2 separate regions of the Mus musculus genome follow, and region 1 is linked to region 2. Evidence: chromatin contacts called from public Hi-C data. All regions are on one chromosome and are shown on one strand. The core of a region is the stretch at or near the end of the contact, and the rest is flanking DNA. Distances in the headings are between cores, read along the strand shown.

Region 1 (2,802 bases), core at 159-2,658, 220 kb after region 2:
CATATCAGAATAGACTACATTTCTCAGAAACCTTTGCAGCTAGCTGTGTCCGTAAAAATCAGTTCTGCCCTGTGGAAATGCCTGAGAAGAGCACCAAGCCCAGCACTGGGATCTTTCTGTGAGATTTTCCACTTTTCACAAGTGTCCCTGTCTGAAGGTGTGCAGCTGTTTCCTGCTGCTGCTGCCCAGAATGCAGACATACTGTCTGGACCACAAGAGTCACCTTAGATAAGGAAGCAGAAACCACACGTTGGTGTCAGAGCATCAGAGAAGACAGCGTACCAGCTCTGGGCAGCTCACTACCAGGCTCCACTTAGGTGACATAAACTCTCGTTTAAGTCATTGTCATCTTGTATATTAATCTTTTGTTTTGTTTTTTTGAAACTGGGTTTCTTTGTGTAGCCTTGGCTATCATGGAACTCACTTTGTAGACCAGGCTGGCCTCAAACTCAGAAATCCACCTGCCTCTGCCTCCCGAGTTCTGGGATTAAAGGCGTGCGCCACCACTGCCCGGCTTGTATATTAATCTTATCCCAGTCTGGTCCTACCTGATAGACTTGTGTACATTTAATACATATAAAAGGGAAGACAGAAGCATATCTTACTAAAAGTTATGCTAGAAAAACTTCAGAAATTCTATTATATTTTGCACTTGACTCGACAGTCTCACAAACCTCTGAGATCTGAGGTTCCATCTTCCTTTGTCCACTTTAGAGTAATCTCTTCTTGTCACTACAGCCCTTGTTCTGTGAATCCTGTAAATCTAGTTACATTTGCGAAGTTATTTGACTCTTCTCCTCTAAATATACTTTGCTTTCTGAGGCAGGGACCCAAAAAATGTTCTTTGAATCACCTAGCACTGCCAGGACAGAATTCCTTTCAGGCTGAGCCTTGGCTAACTCTCCTGGCCTGGGTCCATCTATAGACGCTGGCCAAGGAGAGTTGGATGAGTTGGAAAGACACTGTGTGAGCTGGGCCCACAGATGTGCTGGGAACTGTGCAGATGCTGCTGTTAGGTGGGCCCACTCACCAACCTCTCACAGCAGGCTGACATGTGACTATGCCCTAACTGGTCACAAGGCCAGAGGGAAGAGAGAAGGCCAGGAGAAAAGCAGAGCTTCCCCCTCCAAAAGCTTTGCCCGGGCATGGCCTTTCTATAGGAAGGAACTGTCAGGGTGCCGTAGCCACCACTCCTCATTAGAGATGCTCAGAGTGTAACCATTACCAGAATTCTGAGGCTGAGGGTCCATCCACACCACCCTACCCACATTCTGCCTGTGCTCAGGAAAGCGAGATCTCCCCCTCCCCCCACCTAGTCCCTTCAGCATCAGGACAAATCCATACTCCCTCTCCACCCCCGTTAAGCATCGTGTCCTGCTGTATCACAGCTTCTAAATCCCTGACTCATGCCAGCCTCAGAGTTTAGAGAAGAGGTTATCCAAGTGCTGTGGGCTGCATGCTCTTCCGCACCCCCGGCCCTGCCACACACACTCAGCTATTTAATTATAGCACCTCTGCAGGGCAGAGGGGATAGGGAAGGAAGGGGCTAGGAAGAGAGAGAAGGTTCCTGAAACTAGAGGACCTTGAGGGACGTTTGGCACGATCTCATTGTGAAAGCAATGTATGATGTGGCCATTAACCCCTAGAGCAGGCAAGTGGTAAGTGGGGCAGGTCCTGGAGCCTGGCTAAGGATGCGCACGCAGCTAGGAGGCGAAGCATCGAGGCTGCGCCAAGCCCCCCTCAGTTTCATCTGTTCTCCTACACATCTAAGTAACCAGGCTATCATGTGATCCTCCGGTAACTATGGCAACGAGGTCTGTCTCGTGGAATGTGTGGTGAGAAATCTCACAGAAAGATCCCAGTACTGGGCTCGGTGCTGTGCCCAAGAGTAGCTCCCTTCCACTAGATCTGAACTCTGGGGCTGCAGGGGCACCGGGTGATAGCGGAGATGGTAACAATACGATTCTGAGCAGCTCTCTGCTGAGCTGGAGACATTGATTCTTCCTGTACTCCTGATACTTGCCTCCCCTATTTTGGACCAATCCCTGAAGACGAGAGACAAAAATAACCCTCTCCCAAGGAGACCATGCTAATGCACACTCCGTGCCTTTGGAGATGGGGCTCTATAGTGAGACACCCACTCCAGCATCTCAGACTGATGAGGGAAAGCACTCAGCGGTGCCAGGGGGTCAGCATTCTGCCTCTGCCAGGAGAAGCTGCAGAGAAGTAGGCTGCACAATGGGAGGCTGTGTTAGCATCGAGTAGACTCTCGAACCCGATGGCTCTGCAGCTCATAGGCACAGCCAGGCGGAAATGTTTGCAAATGAAGGGCATGGTTATAATATGGTGAAACACACGTCAGAGGATTCAGCGTGCAGCAGATGAGCGGCTCCTGAATAGCCATGCATGTAGCAGTCTGAGTGGCGCCGTTGCTGCCAGCCATGGGGAGACAAGCTGTGCAGGCTGCCCTTTCAGAAGGATGCTGCAGCGGATTCGACTGCTGCGTCTGACCTTGAATGAGTTAGTCTTTTCAGGTGTCAATTTCTCCATCATTGGAAGAGGCAGGGTAATCGTTGTGTAGCCTTCTTGGACTTTGGCTGCAATCATGTTTGATAACATGGAAAAGTACAAGGTACTAATAACACAAGAAAATACTTCAAAATGGGCATTGTTGTAAGTCTTTCCTCCTCTTCCTTCCCCTCCTTCCCCTCCTTTTTCCTCCCACTCTCATCCTTCCTGCCTCTCTTCTTCCATCCTCCCTCCCCACTCCTCCTCCCCTCTTCCTCCTTCCTCCCCCCTCCT
Region 2 (2,700 bases), core at 189-2,688:
TGGTGGGAACCACACCATGGATCCAGCAATTGCACGTTTAGGATCTCGCTGGGGAATTCTGATGACTCTCTTGAAAGCCTCTCCTTGCTGGGCTGAGGTTTTGACACTGAATTTTGTGTAGGCTAGCTCCACCCAAGCCCAGTCCCACAGTTTATTGCCCATTCCTTGCTTTTTCTTTCAGTTTCTTTTCTTTTTTAATATTTATTTTTTTATGTGCATTGGTGTTTTGCCTGCATGCAAGTTTGTGTGTGGGTGTCAGATCTTGGAGTTACAGACAGTTGTGAGCTGCCATGTGGCGGCTGGGAGTTGATCCCAGGTCCTCTGGAAGCTCAATCAGTGCTTTTAACCACTGAGCCGTTTCTCCAGCCCTCTTCCTTGCTTTTTCTTGGCTTCATGGTTTTTTAAAATTTGTTTTAAAAATAGTAGGGTTTTTTGTTTGTTTGTTTGAATATGGTATATTGTGGTAGGAGTTCTCTCCCTCATTTATTCCCAGATCTTCCCCACCTCCCCACCCATTCAACTCTAGACTCACTCTATCTGTCTGTCTGATACACGCACACACACACACACACAGAGAGAGAGAGAGAGAGAGAGAGAGAGAGAGAGAGAGAGAGAGAGAAAGAGAGAGGAAGAGAGAGAGAGAAAGACTGTCTTCAGGCCAATGCTGGCTGTGAGTTAAGAGCAGAAACACACTTCACTTGAGACAGGGGTTTGCCAATCTGTAGTAAATATCCATGAATCTTGGGCTGTAGGTATGAGCTCCATGAGGAGGGGCTGAGGCACTGGTCCATGGAGAGCGTGTCTCTGTCTGTAGCCATCCTTCATTTGTTTTCTTTTTTAAAAATATTATTTCTTTATTGTTATTTATATGAGTACACTGTAGCTATCTTCAGGCACACACCAGAAGAGGGCATCAGATCCCATTACAGATGGTTATGAGCCACCATGTAGTTGCTGGGAATTGAACTCAGGACCTCTGGAAGAGCAGTCGGTGCTCTTACCTGCTGAGCCATCTCTTCAGCCCTTATTTTCCTTTTTGAGATGGAGTGAAAGGGGACTCGGGCAGGGTGACCAAACTTTCTCCATCTTAAGCAAGTGTTTACTACGTAGTTGGTGACTCCGTGCTTTCCACCCTAACCACCCCATTTACAAAAGAGAATACTGTTAGAAAAGAAGCCATGTGAGCACTTTACAGACACACATCATTGAAGATCAACCAAGTTCACTTTGTGAAAAATAACAGAGGTAACCTGGAGTGTCTCTGCCTTCCTGGCTACAAGTCAAATGTGGACATGAGTGTACAGACGAGAAAATGTCCCATCTAGAGCCATTGAAAAGCCAGGAAGAAAGCTAGAACCCCTGAGACCACAGTCTTCCTTTGGAGGCACAATGGCAGCATTTCATCTGAAGGATGAGTCACCTCCCACTCTCCCTCCTCTTTTTCCCCAGAGGCCAAGTCCAGAGAGAGGAACTCCAGATGGTTCACCCACAAGTAGGTCTTCTTGGATGCTTCCGGAAGGATTAATTAGTCATCACCAAAAGTCTGAAGACCAAATCAAGAGGCAATATGGCAATGAGGGGGAGAGGGCGGGCAAGAGCTGCCTGCCAATGCGGCGAGCACAGAAGGACCTGTGGACCACACAGATGGCATGCCACTCAAGATGGCTGAGGCCTGTCATGGCAAGGACTGACCTGTTGTGTGCAAGGCTCCAGCTCTGTGATTCACAGTCTGCCTGCATGCTAACATCATCTGGGAGTTTTAAACTGGATGATACCTGTCAGCCCTGGATTCTGATTTCAGCGATATGCTGGAGCCCTGGGCCAACAGTCCTTTTTCAAGCTCCCTGGATGATGTCAATGTCTGTGCAGGGTGGAAGGATTCTGTATAGCCATTTATTTGGATTCATTTGCCATTTATTTGGATTTCAGCCAAACCTTGCTGTATGTCTGCAGTGGCTTGTGATCTGTATTCTCAGTACCAGAAAACTCAGGGCAATCTAAACTGGAAAGACCCAAGGATCTAAGGAGTTCAGTGGTTTGAGTGAAAAGTTCAGGTCTGCTATCTGTCAGCTGTGCGATTCCGGAAAGTCTCCGAAGTCCCTCAGGTCTCAGATTCTTCCCCCCTAAAGCACATGGTAACTCACGGTATGGGGAGCCATGTTTAGAATCCCATCACTCTGGAAGCTGAGGGAGATTCCAGAGTTCCAGGTGAGCCTGTGCTGCAAAATGAGATCCTGTCTCAAAACAAACAAAACAAAAATAAAACTCTTTGGTTTTATTTGGGCCCTGAGATGAAACTGAGGAAATCTGGCGTAAATCCTCAGCCTTGGGAGAGTTTAGGGTTCATGTCAAGACAAAGAACTACATCCAGAGTGAGTTCACCTTCCACCCGAGGGGACCTGTGCTATCAAGGCAACTTGTGCTCAGCTAGTTAGCATGGAAAGTTCTGAAGGTTTTCTTATCCAGTGCCTTGCTCCTCTGTCCTGTCTCCTGAGATCTCCACAGTCCACTCCCACTGCGGCCGTGGCCTGACCTCTTTCTCATCCCCTCCCCCATCCACTACCCTACCCTCAGTTACTTATTGTCTGAGTTATGGTTGGGGACTGCCTCTGCTCACACCATCAGACAAGACAACTTCGTAGTGTTTCTTCATTGCCACATACACGGATTGTTCCCGCTACTGTGTCCAACCTTCTCTGG

The links. Hi-C and Micro-C count contacts between places; a contact is called where the count stands out from the background.
Region 1: a contact with region 2 is called in a Hi-C map of cerebral cortex, with 4 times the contacts expected there. The contact joins two enhancer-like sites. A contact is called at or near these places in 1 of 484 Hi-C or Micro-C datasets (cerebral cortex), 8 of 115 datasets of contacts at active chromatin or transcription factors (craniofacial prominence, embryonic forebrain, embryonic hindbrain and 4 more) and 1 of 9 other capture datasets (embryonic stem cells).

The regions. Positions count from the first base shown.
Region 1 is chr15:36,965,738-36,968,539 of GRCm38.p6, forward strand. No RefSeq gene overlaps it. Among named protein-coding and RNA genes, the nearest start is that of Gm34590, 29 kb to the left of the region's middle. Within about 2 kb of position 1,409, at least 150 of the 459 cell types and tissues checked have an H3K27ac peak or open chromatin away from gene starts, as enhancers often do. A contact at or near this core is called in cerebral cortex and forebrain, where this site is marked.
Region 2 is chr15:36,741,418-36,744,117 of GRCm38.p6, forward strand. No RefSeq gene overlaps it. Among named protein-coding and RNA genes, the nearest start is that of Gm41297, 14 kb to the left of the region's middle. Within about 2 kb of position 1,439, at least 40 of the 459 cell types and tissues checked have an H3K27ac peak or open chromatin away from gene starts, as enhancers often do. A contact at or near this core is called in cerebral cortex and forebrain, where this site is marked.